Linked DNA regions of Oryctolagus cuniculus: region 1 is linked to region 2. A link is a contact called in public Micro-C data. All regions are on one chromosome and are shown on one strand. Each heading gives the region's core, a stretch centred on a gene start, on an enhancer-like site or on the middle of the called end of the contact. The rest is flanking DNA. Distances are from core to core; before and after follow the strand shown.

Region 1 (7,587 bases), core at 3,586-6,085, 40 kb before region 2:
TGGATGGCTTAGCCTACAGTCCTTCCTATCTGTGACGTATTCTACAGGGTGCCTGCTCATAAATGTCTGTGGAACAGAAGCACCTTGCCATCAAGACAAAACTGAACTCCTTATTATGGACTAAGGTGAATGAAGAGTTCGTCAAACAGGAAAGGGTGGGAGCAGGGAGGCCTTACGGAAGGATTGCTAGTGGGTGCAGGGTTGCACTGGGCTGTGGGACACAAAAACACTGACTTTCCCATTCCAAACCCCCAGTTACTCTACTACTCTAAACCAGACAAAGTCGACTGCCATATTGATAGCTAGTATCTCTATGTGGCCGTTTAAATTTCAATGTAATTGAAATTCAGTTCTCCAAGTTGCACTAATCACATTTCAAGTGTTCAATAGTCACATGTGCCTAGAGCTTCCACACTGAATAGCTCTGATAAAGAATGTTTCCGGGGCCGGCGCTGTGGCAAAGCAGGTAAAGCTACCTCCTGTAGTGCCAGCATCCCATATGGGTGCTGGTTCAAGTCCTGGCTGCTCCACTTCTGATCCAGCTCTCTGCTATGGCCTGGGAAAGCAGCAGAAGATGGCCCAAGTCCTTGGGCCCCTGCACTCACATGGGAGATTGGGTAGAAGCTTCTGGCTCCTGGCTTCAGATTGGCGTGGCTCCAGTCATTGTGGCCAATTGGGGAGTGAACCATTGGATGGAAGACCTCTCTCTCTCTCTCTCTCCCTCTCTCCTCTCTCTCTCTCTACCTCTCCTTCTCTCTGTGTGTAACTTTGACTTTCAAATAAATAAATCTTTTTGAAAAAAAAAAAAAAGAACATTTCCATCCTTACAGAGTGTTCAATTGGATAATATAGATTTAAGAAGAAATTCTCTCTGGGTTGCAAATGATGAGTGCATGAAGGGGGAGACTAGTCACATTTCTTTTTTATTTGAATGTCAGAGAAACTGAGAGACAGAGATCTCCATCTGTGGATTCATTCCCCAAATGCCCACAACAGCCAGGAATGGGCCAGGCCAGAGCTAGAGACCTGGAACTCAATCCAGGTCTCCCATATGGGTGACAGGGACCCAAGTACTTGAGTCAACATGTGCTCCCTCCCAGGGTGCCTATTAGCAGGAAACTGGAGCCAGGAGCAGAGCAAGGGCTTGAACCCAGGCACCCCGTTTGGTATGTGGGCATCTATAATTGCTGTACAAACACCTGTCTGACAAGTCACATTTAACAGCTTTCCACAGGCATAGAAAAGTTCCTCCATATTTTTATACTTTCAGCTGCTGCTCCTTGGCATTTAACTAGCATCTCCTCACTGACAATTTCAATACTCAGACTATGTGCTTTGTACATTTTTTTTTAGATTTATTTATTTATTTATCTGAAAGTCAGAGTTACATAGAGGCAGAGGCAGAGAGCAAGTGAGAGGTCCTCCATCCACTGGCTCACTCCCCATATGGCCACAACAGCAGGAGCTGAGTCCTGGAGCAGCTGGGACTCGAACCCACGCCCATATGGGATGCTGGCACTACAAGCGGTGGCTCCACCCACTACATCACAGTGTTGGCCCCTGAACATTTGTTTTATTCAGAGTTTTTTTTTTTTTCTATATTCACAAAGTTGTTAAACTATAACCACCATCTAATTACAGAAAATTTTCATCACTCCAAAAGAGAACCTCACTTCCATTAAGTAGTCCCTCCACATTAATCTTTCTCCCAACCCCTTAGCAACCATTAATCTGCTTTCTGTCTCTGTGAATTTGCCTAGTCTGGGTATTTCACATAAATAGAATCATATAGTATGTGGTCTTTTATTTCTGGTCTTTTTCACTTAATGTTTATAGGATTCATCCATTTTGTGGCAGGTATTAGTATTTCATTCATTTTTATGGCTGAGCAGTATTCTGGGATATGGTTCCACTACGTTTTACCTATCATCAGCTGATGGCAGTTAGGTTGTTTCTGTAGTTAAGCTATGATGAATAATGGTGTGTAACATTCAAGTAAGGTTGTGTGGCATATGTTTTCTATTCTTTTAGGTATATACCTAGGAGTGGAACTACTGGGTCATATGGTAACTTTACCTGTTGGAGGAACTGTCAAACTGTTTTCTAAATTAGCTGCATTGTTTCATCTTGGGCACAATGAAGAAAGAGTTCATTTTTTCTTTACCCGAAAGTGTCTAGACGCACCTATACACTATGCACTGCTGCACTGGATGGATGGTCATTTTGACTTCACCAAATATGCATTCAGCCTGGGACTTCAGGGTCCAGGATAGGTGTGTGGCCAGCCCTTAATGCCACCCTTTTGACCTTTCAAGGATTTTAGTCGGTCAATTCATGTCTTTGGAGTGTTGACTCTGTTCCACTTCTAAGCCAGGCATTGTCAAGTGAGGCCCAGTCTGGTTGGAAAGATGGCTAAGGAAAGAGAGCCCCAGAACGTGGCCGTTTGATGCTGCTGTGGTGGGAACGCAACCCAAGCAAGAGGTTCCCTACCTTTTTTTTTTTTTTTGGCAGTGAAGGCCTCAGCGAGAAAGGGCTATTTCAGCTGAGACTCGAGCATTAACTGGTGGTTGACAGAAAATAAATATGATGCAGGAGGCAGAACCAATGAAAGCATGACACAGAGGACTGGCCAGTACACAAGCGGTTCCTGACTTGCAGATTCCAGGACGGCTGTGCTGGGGTCCGATACTTCCTAACCTCATCATCCTCCTTTCATTCGTCCTCCTTGAACGGAGGGTAGAGTGATGCGACCGGCCTTGAGCAGTTTGACAAACCTGCTCTGGGCAGCCTCGTTCTCTTACTGAGGCAGCTTCTCTTCTTTGAGTGATGGGATGACCAAACTAAATGGAACTTCTGCTCCGGCAAAAGCCACAGCTATGGAAAGTGAACAACCAGAATTAACGGCGCATGGCTCCATGTGCTTCTGGTGCTTGGAAGGAGATGCCAGTGAGGCAAGTTCCCTCACCTGGTCTACATCCTACTGTGCCCTGGTGTTCCACCCAGGTGAGGCTCAACACATACCCTATCCGCGCTTTCTGTGGAACATGAAGCAACTCTTTGTCCACCGACATGAACTGAAGAACACTGAGCTAATTTCCTCCTAGTCATAGGCTCCTCAAAGCAAAAGTCTTTAATCTCACCTTAATGTAGGAAGCAGGGCTATTCAGATGTTAGGGTCAAGGTGGCTTTTGCTTGTGTCTTTAACTACTTGTGTACCAAGCCACATTTCTCACTCAAAGGCTTTGTCAATATAGGGGAATGAAACTAGGGGAAAACACTTTTAGAAAAATTGCTACAGGCCAGCACCGTGGCTCACTTGGCTAATCCTCCGCCTGCGGTGCCGTCACCCCAGGTTCTAGTCCTGGTTGCTCCTCTTCCAAGTCCAGCTCTCTGCTGTGGCCCAGGAGGGCAGTGGAGGATGGCCCAGGTGCTAGGGTCCCTGCACCCGCATGGGAGACCGGGAGGAGGCACCCGGCTCCTGGCTTTGGAGAGTGAACCAACAGAAGGAAGACCTTTCTCTCTGTCTCTCTCTCACTGTCTATAACTCTGCCTGTCAAATAAAAATTAAAAAAAAAGAAAAATTGCTACATATTTTAAGTTATTATGAGGGTACTTGAAAAAGCTCATGAACATGGAATTAAGGATAAGTCTGAGGAATGGGTGTTTGGGCTGGTAGTTACAGGCGTTGGCATCTCACATCAGAGCACTGGGTAGGTAGGATACTAGGTTCCAGCTCCTGACTCCAGCTTCCTGCTAATGCAATGATAGTTCTGGCTGGACCCCTGCCACCCATGTGGATTGAGTTCTGTACTCCTAGTTTCTACTGGGCCCAGTTCTTTCTGTTGCTGGCAACTGGGAAGTAAACTAGTTGTGTGTTTCTGTCTTTGTCTCTACATTTAAAATTTTTTTTAAAGAACTATGAGAGAAGTGATGGCAGATGGGAACTATAATTCCCCATACTTCCTCTTTGTTCTAACAAGTGGTGCCTCTCCACCGCTGTGTGGAGATTCTCCTGGTACGTTTTTCTGATGAGAATCCCTCCCAAACTCAGAACTAGTGTCGGTTTTGACAGCCTTGTCCTATATTTCTGAGGGGGCAGGGGAGGAGGGAGATGTCTCCTGGACGGACCAGTGCCTGGCAAGTAGAATGTGCCATGGAAATGTTAGGATCATTATTATTTCAGCCTCATTTCCTTGGCCAGGTACTAAGTTCTTCGCAAATGAAGATCACTTTCTGTCTCTCTCTCCCCCACAACACATAGCGCAGAGTTCTTAATAATTCATTGACATGATTAGGACCTCGGACAAGTCGCTTCCCCTCCGCGAGCGCTGGCAGGACCCCACAGCGACCGAGTGTGGTACAAGCTGAGCGAGTACACAAGCCTGCTTGGCCCCCAATATTTACAAGCTGCTGCCCTGAACCCCACGCCCGCCGCACAGCGAAGGGTCTCAGACACGACCATTTAGTCAAAGCCTTCAGCAGGGGTGAGGTCAGGGCCGCGATGCCCCCTGCGCCCGGAGGTCTCCGACAACAAGCCCGCGGGGCTGGGGGACTCTTGGGCAGCCCCCATTCCCCGCCACACCCGTTTCACGCGAAGCAACGCTTCCAGCTCCTGTCAGCGCTGGGACGACCCGCAGTCTTCTCCGCACAGAGTGGACCGGACACCGGCTTCAGCTTCGGTTCCGAGCGCCGCGGTGCACCGCGGGGCTGCAGCGTCCCAGGCTGGGGGAGCTGATCCCGACGGAGCCCCGCCCCCTCCCACCGCCCTGGCGCCCACTCTCCAATCAGGGCGCGGCTCGGGTGCGCGCCGCGGCCAATCAGGAGCGGCGGGAGCGGCGCCGGGAGCCGGTGGGCGCGGAGCGAGCCCGGGAGTCGGGAGCCGACGGCGGCGCTGCGGCCGGAGGCAGCGCAGCGAGAGCAGCCGGGCGGCGGGGTCCCCCGGGCCGGACGAGCCGGCTCTTCCACGGCGACTTCCCGGCCGACGCGTCGTGGGACCCTGCGGGCGGCGTTGCAGGTAACTGAGCCCCGAGTGCGGGCGCGTCCCCCGGAGGGGCCCCGCAGGTGGAGCTGGCTGGGGGCTGGCCGGCCGCGAGGTCCTAGCGCCGCGGGGCTGCTTGGCGTCCCCTTGCGCCCCCAGTGCCGCGGCTGGAGCCACCGGCTGGCGCCACCTTCCCGCCGGCTGCGGGCGTCCGGGATTGGGAGTGGATGAGGTGAGTCCGGTGAGGCGGGCAGGTGGGGGTGGGAGAGACACCTGCGACCCCCGCACCGGTACACGGCACTGTTTGCCACCGGGTGCCGTCCTCAGGGATCTGGATCGCCCTGACGGCTCCGCTGGGCCAAGTGAGGAGGCGACAACAGGTGTCTCCGGGGACGGTGCCTCTTCCCCCCACCCCTCGCGCCTGAAACTCCTGCTTGGCGTCGCGCCCCACCTTCGGGGTGTCCGGGACTGGACCCCCTCCTGGCCTCCCAGGCGCGCTGCCCGCTGGACAGCGCCCAGAGGCGGCCTGGACGCCGGGCGTTGGACGGAGTTTCTATGCGCGTTGCCAAGCGATTTGCCGGACGCCCGCCCCTCGCGGGGTTGTGGAGAGTTGAAGATGAGCCTGTGCGTGCGTGTGTGTGACCGTGGGTTTGTGGATGACTGCGTGTGTGTTGCTGTGTGTATGGCTGTGTTCGTGTGTGTGTTGTGTATGGCTGTGTGGCATCTGTGTGTGTAACTGTTGAGGTAACTGTGTGTGCACATGTGTGCCTGTATGGCTGTTGTGTGTGAGTGTGTGTGTGAGGTGTGTGTGTGGCTGTGATTGTGTGTATGGCTGTGTGTGTGTGAGGTTTGTGTGTGGCTGTGTGGCATGTGGGTACTGGGTAACTGCACATGTGTGACTGTATGGCTGGTGTGTGTGTGTGTGTGACTGTGAGGTTTGTGTGTGGCTGTGTGTGTGTGGCTGTGTGGCATATGGGTAACAGGTAACTGCACATGTGTGACTGTATGGCTGGTGTGTGTGTGTGTGACTGAGGTTTGTGTGTGGCTGTGATTGTGTGTATAGCTGTGTGGCATGTGGGTAACTGAGGTAACTGACTGTGATGATTGTGTGTTTTGTATGGCTGTGATTGTGTGTGTGACGTGTAACTGTGAGATAACTATGTGTGTATGGCTGTGTGTGTAACTGTGAGTAAGTCTGTGTTTGTGAGGTTGTGTCAGTTGTGTGTGTGTGGACACAGGTGCATGGGGACATGCTCTGCCAGGTACAGTTGCTACTGAGAGGAGCTGCCTGAGGGCTGTGAGTGAATCATTAACCTGGTCTTGAGCAGCTGCTGGCCGCCCTCCATCCCCCATGCTTCCTGCTGTGTGCCTCACTCTCTTAATCTGGAAAGTGGCGATAATAATTGCACTGGCCTGATAGCATTGTTTTGAGGATTGTGTGGGCCAGTGCTCACAACAATCACAGTGCTAAGTACTCAATAAATGCTGGCTTTTATTATTTATTATATGGAGTGAATGGTCTTTTAAAGACTGAATCAGACGCGTCCAAACTGGCCCGGCAACCACCTGGAGCTCTGAACAGCCTTCTACACTTGAAGGGAAAAATGCTGTTATTAATGTTACTGATGGTATCTTTTAAAGGTTATGTACCCTGAGGTGAGTGTTGGGGGTAGAAAAAGAAAAGCTGCTCCATTCAAATAGTGAGAGAGATAAGTGCATTCCAGCTAGAAACAGAGGAAAGCTTTGTAAAAATTAGTGTGCATGTCATGTAACAAGAATGTAGTACTTTTAAAAATATTCCTGTTTCACTAATATGGCTAATTTGGAGAAAAATATTTGAAAGTTTTTATACTTTCCACTTCTCCCTTAAACAAAGTGTGTGTGTGTGTGTGTGTGTGTGTGTGAGAGAGAGAGAGAGAGAGAGAGAGAGAGAGAGAGAAGGAGAGAGAGAGAGAGAGAGAGAGAGAGAGAGAGAAAGACTAAACCATAGGACAAAATGCCTGGAAGCCTCAAATTGCAGTTGCTACTTTTAGGTGTGGGTTCCCATGTCTGACCTGGGTGGTCTGGTTCAGTGTTCTGCCACTGTGTCATTTTCCTTTCCTTGTTTAATCTCAAGATGTAAATAAACATTTGGCCCCTTTCATTTTTTTCTTTTTAAGACTTGAAATACCAACATGTAACAGACCTGCTTGAAGTTTTGAACCCTCTGCTCCTTGCCTCCCACCCTGTAACAAACTCACAAGGACCTTCGCAGAGGTCCCCTAGGGGATATCAGTGGGAATGTCTCCCAATAGCCACCATAGCCTGATAGACAAAATGCCCCAGCTCTCTAGGGTGGCCAGCACCTTAGCCTGAGCCTTAGAATCTGTTTATCCACCAAGAAAATGATTACCTTCTCTGGGGTAAGAAAGCCACTCTCAGATGCAAATCTTTCAGGCTTCTTATTAATGAGACAGTCCTTTCAGTTGTTAATGAAGAGACTTTTACTTTCTCCAAGTGAGTGGAGGATCTGAAAGCTTGTTTGGGGAGTTGTAGAGCAGGGCAAAGACTGCAGAGTTCAGAGACACCTGGTAAGAGCTCTGGCTCTGACCGAGACCAGGAAACTTGGA
Region 2 (6,645 bases), core at 2,147-4,646:
AATTATTCACACTAACTCCACACCTTTGTATTAGCAAAATACTAGTGTCCTCATTCCAAAGATAGGACATTGTGGTAAACCAAGATGCATTTCCACGATGGAGTAATCCTGTCTTTTCTAAAATTTCAAGGGATTGGAAAGTGTTCTGCAAACTAAAGCCTGACCTCCTATGAGGCCATTCACTAATGTGACACACTGTTTAGGGGCCAGGATGTCATTCAAGGTCACTGCCTCAGGAATGCACCAAAGGTCAGAAGCAATGCCTACCCTGTTTATTTTTTTTTAAAGATTTGTTTATTTATTTGAAAGTCAGAGTTACACAGAGAGAGGAGAGGCAGAGAGAGAGAGGGAGAGAGAGAGAGAGAGGTCTTCCATCTGATGGTTCACTCTACAGTTGGCCACAACGGCTGGAGCTGTGCCTATCCAAAGCCAGGAGCCAGGAGCTTCTTCTGGGTCTCCCATGCAGGTGCAGGGGATCAAGGAGTTGGGCCATCTTCTACTGCTTTCCCAGGCCACAGCAGAGAGCTGGATTGGAAGTGGAGCAGGTGAGACTTGAACCGGTACCCATATGGGATGCCAGTGCTTCAGGCCAGGGCATTAACCCACTGTGCCACAGCGCTGTCCCCCTAGCTTGTTTCTCTAGCCAAGCCTGGGTTTGATCCTTGAGTCTGAATGTGGGGCTATAGAATTTTTGGATATCAAAGCCATCAGGGTTATTTATTTGAAAAAAAAAATCACACAATAGAATATTTTAAAATTATAATCCTGGGATATACATGTACATAAAACTGTAAATATAGTCACATTATGTGTATGTGTATGCAGACACAGACACACACAAATATACACACATGCCCATACATGCGTAAAGGCACTTTAGAAAGGGAAAGGACACCTAGGGAGAGAGGAGTATGGTGTGTACATGTGATTGAACAAGAAAAAGAGTAGAGGTTAGGTCGTGTAGAATCATGGATAGATGCTGTCTATTGTTGGAATGTAGCATGTTCTTACTGGAGTTTTTTCCTCATATACCTTTGCTTTCAGGTAGAGATATTGATTCAACAGTAGTCAACCTAGTCAACCTCCTTCTTATTTTTTTTTTTAAAGATATATTTATGTATTGGGGCTGGTGCCGTGGCTCACTTGGTTAATCCTCCACATGCGGTGCCAGCATCCCATATGAGCACTGGGTTCTAGTCCCGGTTGCTCTTCTTCTAGTCCAGCTCTCTGCTGTGGCCTGGGAAGGCAGTGGAGGATGGCTCAGGTACTTGGGCCCCTGTAGCCGCATGGGAGACCAGGAGGAAGCACCTGGCTCCTGGCTTCAGATTGGTGCAGCGCCAGCTGTAGCGCCATTTGGGGGTTGAACCAACGGAAAGAAGACCTTTCTCTCTGTCTCTCTCTCTCGTCTGTAACTCTACCTGTCAAAAAAAAATATGTTTATGTATTTGGAAGTCAGAGTTACTCAGAGAAAGAGGCAGAGAGAGAGAGAGAGAGAGAGAGAGTGTGAAAGGGAGAGGGAGAGAGAGGGAGAGAGGTCTTCCATCCGCTGATTCACTCCCCAGCTGGCCGCAACTGCCGGAGCTGTGCCGATCCAAAGCCAGAAGCCGGAGCCAGGAGCTTCTTGACCTCCCATGTGGGTGCAGGGGCCCAAGGACTTGGGCCGTCTTCTTCTGCTTCCCCAGGCCATAGCAGAGAGCTGAATCAGAAGTGGAGCAGTGGGGACTCGAACTGGCGCCCAAATGGGATGGTAGCACTGCAAGCAGGGGCTTCACCTGCTATGGCACAGTGCCTGGCCCCAGCCTCCTTCTGTCTTTAATGAATGGAATATTTAAGTGAAAGAAGGAAAGAAAAGATTGAGATAAGAAGAGCAAACAACCATTGTCGCTCCTTTTTCTCTAGGAGCATCAAGACATCTATTATTGAAAATAATGTGTATGTGGGAGTGTGTGTGCACATTCTTCAGTGAACTCTGTTCAGTTCTTAATAAGACCTGTGTTCTTTTATAAAGGAAAGGAATGTGGAAAAAGGAAAGGGAAGAGAAATGGTATTCCAAGACTTTAAACTGATTTAGATCTTTCTCATGGGGGTAATGGGTCCTTCAAGGCTTTTGTTTATTCTAAGAACTTATGAAGCAAGCAAAATGATTACTTCAACTTCCTGATTAAATTGTTGTGGTTTTCTGTAGCCCACTGTGACAGAGGTCTCAGAGTATAAAATCATGCTTGTACATCATTGTACTTACTATGTAGAATTCTGAATGCATAGTTAATGCTCAGTAAGTTAGTTGAATATCTTGCCTTAGAAGAAAACTAAAGAAATCACATATTCTGTATAGTCTTACTTTTTTCCGTTCTTCCCATATTCCTAATTTTCCTTTTGACCTTTGGATGTTTGTCCTTGATCAGGAAAAAACCATGACCTTACTTGGGGTTTTGGGGTTGATACTAGGATCTAGTTTAAGATTGTTTCTTTGTAAACTCCAAACAGATGGCTGCATAATTTTTGCCAGTGACCTAAAAGTCCAACAAGTAGATACAGAGATTTTCAATAGTGCTGTCTATTTGAATGCATGTGGAAAAAAAGGATCATTTGATGCCCAAGGACTAATCAACTTCTTTTAAATCACTAGCCAGGCAATATTTTTTGTGTTATATAATGTAAATAACCTAATAAAATAGAACATTGTCCCAACTCTGTAGGAATGGAATTAATCTGTAAGGTTGTATGAAACCCTTCTTTGAGTCTTACATAATTTATAAAACTCCTATAAGTCTTCTAAGAAATTTCCAGGACATTAGACATTAAAGATTAACTGGACTGGTCTTTTTCTCTTTTTAAAAGTGAACACTAGCCAGAAAGAAATGTTCCAGAGGAGAACTTCCAATTCTGGCTATAACCAACCGGTAACAAACTGACCCTTCTCCAGTAAGCAACTGCAAAAGAGCAACACGTTTGAGGCAACAGTTTTCAGGCATTGTTCAATAGACAGCACGAGATTTCCCATCCTGAGGGGAGAAAATCTCCTGAGGTGAGCCCGTCAGACTATCACTGGGCTGGCTTCCAGTAGCCAGCTGCAGTCTAAGCCAAGCCCAGCAGTCCTGTTGAGCTGGGAGACAAAGATCAGAATTTGAAGCAATTGAAGCAGCTGGAATCTGCAGGACAGGGCATGTCTTGGTCTGCTTGTTGCTCTAACCAAGTACTTGCTGCTTGGTAATGTTTAAAGAAAAGGGGCTAATTTGGCTCAGGATTCTAGTGACTGGAGGGTCCAAACAGCAGAGCACTTTCATCCTGGTAAGGGCCCCTTGGCTGCATCACAATTACACTGGAGAAACAGAGAGGGAACCACTGCCCGCACCAACGGGCCAAGGCACGGGGTGGCCTCGCTTTATAATGATCCTGTTGAGAGATAGCGTTCATCCATTCACAAGCATGAGGCTCCTCTGATAAATTACCTTCCACTGGGTCCCTGCTTGTTAAAGTTTCTGCCACCACAAGGCCATCACACTGGAGACCAAGCCTCTAGCATAGTAAACCTTTGAGAAACAAGCCATATTCAAATCGTAGCAGGGTAACAGAGGAGACAGAGTTGTGTGGAGAAGGGGAGCTACGAACTGAAACCATATAAAGCTTATGAACGGCGGCCATTCCAGGATTGAGATTAGCACAGAGGTACTAGAAGTTAGGTGAAACTAAGGTACGTTGGTGATCCAGCCCAGGCACTGTTGGAAGACTGTTAATACCTTATTGGCATCTCAAGCATTTAGCTAAGATAGGAAGTCTTTTCCTTGAAGGTAAGGACAGTGTTCTCTAGCAAGATTTGTAGATTTTTGTTCTATAATGGGCCAGTAGTAATTATCATTATTATCATCATCATCATTGTTATTATTGACCAGCAATTATTTTTGTCCCAGTGATTCCTACAGTATTTGTTACAGTTATTCAACTATGCTGTTGTAGATCAAAAGCAACCATTGGCAGTGTATAAGCTAATGTGTGTGGCTGTGTGCCAATATGAGTATATAACTGTTTCCAAAAAGAGGCAGAGGCCAGAGTTAGGCTGTGGATGTGGTCAGACGATTCCCTTTATGGAGTAACGCTATTAAAGCTTAGAACCCAGTCCTGTTGAGATCTGCATGAGAGATAGTTTAGAAATTGAGTCATGCAGCAATTAGAGGGGCTTAGGAAAGAAATCAGTCTAGCAAAGTAAAAAACTAAGCTCAGGATGGGCAGCCAGTGTCAAACTTCTTGCTAGAATGAAAATCGTTGCTCTTCAGGTGAAAATTGGGTTCAAAATGTCTTTTCTGTATTATCAATAGCCATTAGGTATACAAAGAAATAGAAAAAATATTACTCATAGTCAAGGAAAAAAACAGTCAATAGAAACTAATATCAAGTGGCTGAGATGTTAGATATAGCACACAAAACCTTTAAAACAGCTATTGTGGCTGGTGCCGCGGCTCACTAGGCTAATCCTCCACCTGTGGCGCCGGCACACCAGGTTCTAGTCCCGGTCGGGGCACCGGATTCTGTCCTGGTTGCCCCTCTTCCAGGCCAGCTCTCTGCTGTGGCCAGGGAGTGCAGTGGAGGATGGCCCAAGTGCTTGGGCCCTGCACCCCATGGGAGAGCAGGAGAAGCACCTGGCTCCTGCCTTCGGATCAGTGCGGTGTGCCGGCCCCAGTGCGCTGGCCGCGACGGCCATTGGGGGGTGACCCAACGGCAAAAGGAAGACCTTTCTCTCTGTTTCTCTCTCTCACTGTCCACTCTGCCTGTCAAAAAAAAAAAAAAAAAAAAAAAAAAAAAAAAGCAAAAAGCTATCAAATTATTCGAAATTATTCGAAGAGCTAAAAAAAAATATTCTTACAACGAGGGAATATGTAAGCATCTCAGCAGAGAAAAAGAAACAAAATGAATCAAGTGAAAATTCTAGACTGAACATCTTGAGTAAGATGAAATGCACAGGATAAGCTTATAGAAGGGAGATGACAGAAGAATCAGTAAACTTGAAGACAGATCAATAGAAGACACAGAAAAATATTTAAAGAAACAGTGACTGAATTTTGCCAAATTTAGTGAAAACATTGTCATACATTTTCAGTAAATTCTATAAACTTTAAATAGAATGAGTTCTAAGAAGACCACCTCTAGATAACACCATAGTTAATTGCTAAAAACCGAAAATTTTGAAAGCAGTTGGAAAAAATGATACTTTATGTGTGGAGAATTAGGATCAGGTCCTCATTAGGAATGTTCAGACTAAAAGACAAAATACTGCTGAAGGCTAAGTTCTTTTTAAAAACTAGATCATTTTGGGGCCGGTCTTGTGGCACAGTGGGTAGGGCAACTGCCTGCGATGCTGACATCCAATATGAACACCTGTTCAAGTCCTAGCTGCTCCACATCCCATCCAGCTCCTTGCTAATGTGCCTGGGAAGGCAGCAGAGGACAGCCCAATTGCTTGGGCCCCTGTACCCATGTGGTAGACCAGGAGGAGGCTCCTGGCTCCTGACTTTGGCCTGACCTAACTCTGGCCATTGAAGCCATCTGGGGAGTGAAGCTGCAGATGGAAGATCTTTATCTTGGTTTCTCCTTCTCTCTCTGTAACTCTTTCAAATAAACTAAAGAAATCTTTAAAAGAAAGTCCTTTTAAAGTTATTTATTTTTGTTTTATTGGGGGGTGGGGAAGAGAGAGAGAATTGAAATCATGAGATCTCCCACCTGCTTGCAACAGCTGTGGCTGACCCTGGGTGAAGTCTGGAGCCTGGAACTCCATCATGTTTCCCAAGAAGGTGGCAGGAATCCAAGTCCTTTAGCCATCACCTGCTGCTTCCCAGTATGTACATTGGGAGGAAGCTAGAATCAGAAATGGAGTTGGGGCTCAAACAAGGCACTCCAGTATAGGATGTGGGCATCCAAAGTGACAACTTGGCACTGCCCCAAATGCCTGCCCCTTGAAGAAAAAAGTATGCCCAGAGTAATAGCCTTCATAAACAAGAATTAAAAAAAAAAAAAAAAAAAAAAAAGAAAAAACTACTTTAGAGTGATGCTGTCTAATAGAAATATGGAGTGAACCACAAACTATGCTTTAATTTAAAATTTTTAGTAACACCATTTTTAAAAAACTAAAACAGGTACTGTTAATATTTTTTAAAGATTTATTTATTTATTTTTGAGGCAGAGATAGAGGGAGAGACAGAGAGAGAGGTCTTCCATCCTCTGGTTCACTCCCCAAATGACCACAACAGCCGGAGCTGGGCCAGTCCAAAGCCAGGATCCAGGAGCTTCTTCCAGGTCACCCACATGGATGCAGGGGCCCAAGCACTTGGACAATCTTCCACTGCTTTCCCAGGTCATCAGCAGGGAGATAAATTGGAAGAGAAGCAGCGGAGACTCTAATCAGCACCCATATGGGATGCTGGCATCACAGGTGGAGGCTTAACCTACTACACCACAGTGCTGGCCCCTGGATGTATATTTTATCCTTAAAGAACAACTCAATTTGGGCTAGCCACATTTCATTAGTCCTTGGTTGTAGGAACTGCGGTATTGGGATTGAATATCACAATTTTACATCAAAGAGAAAAGGGAGTGAGCATATTGCCTTATATATTGATTCTGTCCTTAACTATGTAGTACTTAAATGAACCT

The links. Hi-C and Micro-C count contacts between places; a contact is called where the count stands out from the background.
Region 1: a contact with region 2 is called in a Micro-C map of ear pinna, with 1.7 times the contacts expected there. The contact joins the promoter of STON2 here to the enhancer-like site in region 2. A contact is called at or near these places in 2 of 6 Hi-C or Micro-C datasets (ear pinna and an unstated tissue).

The regions. Positions count from the first base shown.
Region 1 is chr20:27,279,080-27,286,666 of mOryCun1.1, reverse strand. It overlaps STON2 (stonin 2), which reads left to right and starts at 4,835. Exons shown (of 7, transcript XM_008271961.4): 1 at 4,835-5,014.
Region 2 is chr20:27,238,827-27,245,471 of mOryCun1.1, reverse strand. All of the region lies in intron 1 of STON2 (stonin 2), which reads left to right. Among named protein-coding and RNA genes, the nearest start is that of STON2, 40 kb to the left of the region's middle. Within about 2 kb of position 3,396, at least 1 of the 8 cell types and tissues checked has an H3K27ac peak or open chromatin away from gene starts, as enhancers often do. A contact at or near this core is called in ear pinna, where this site is marked.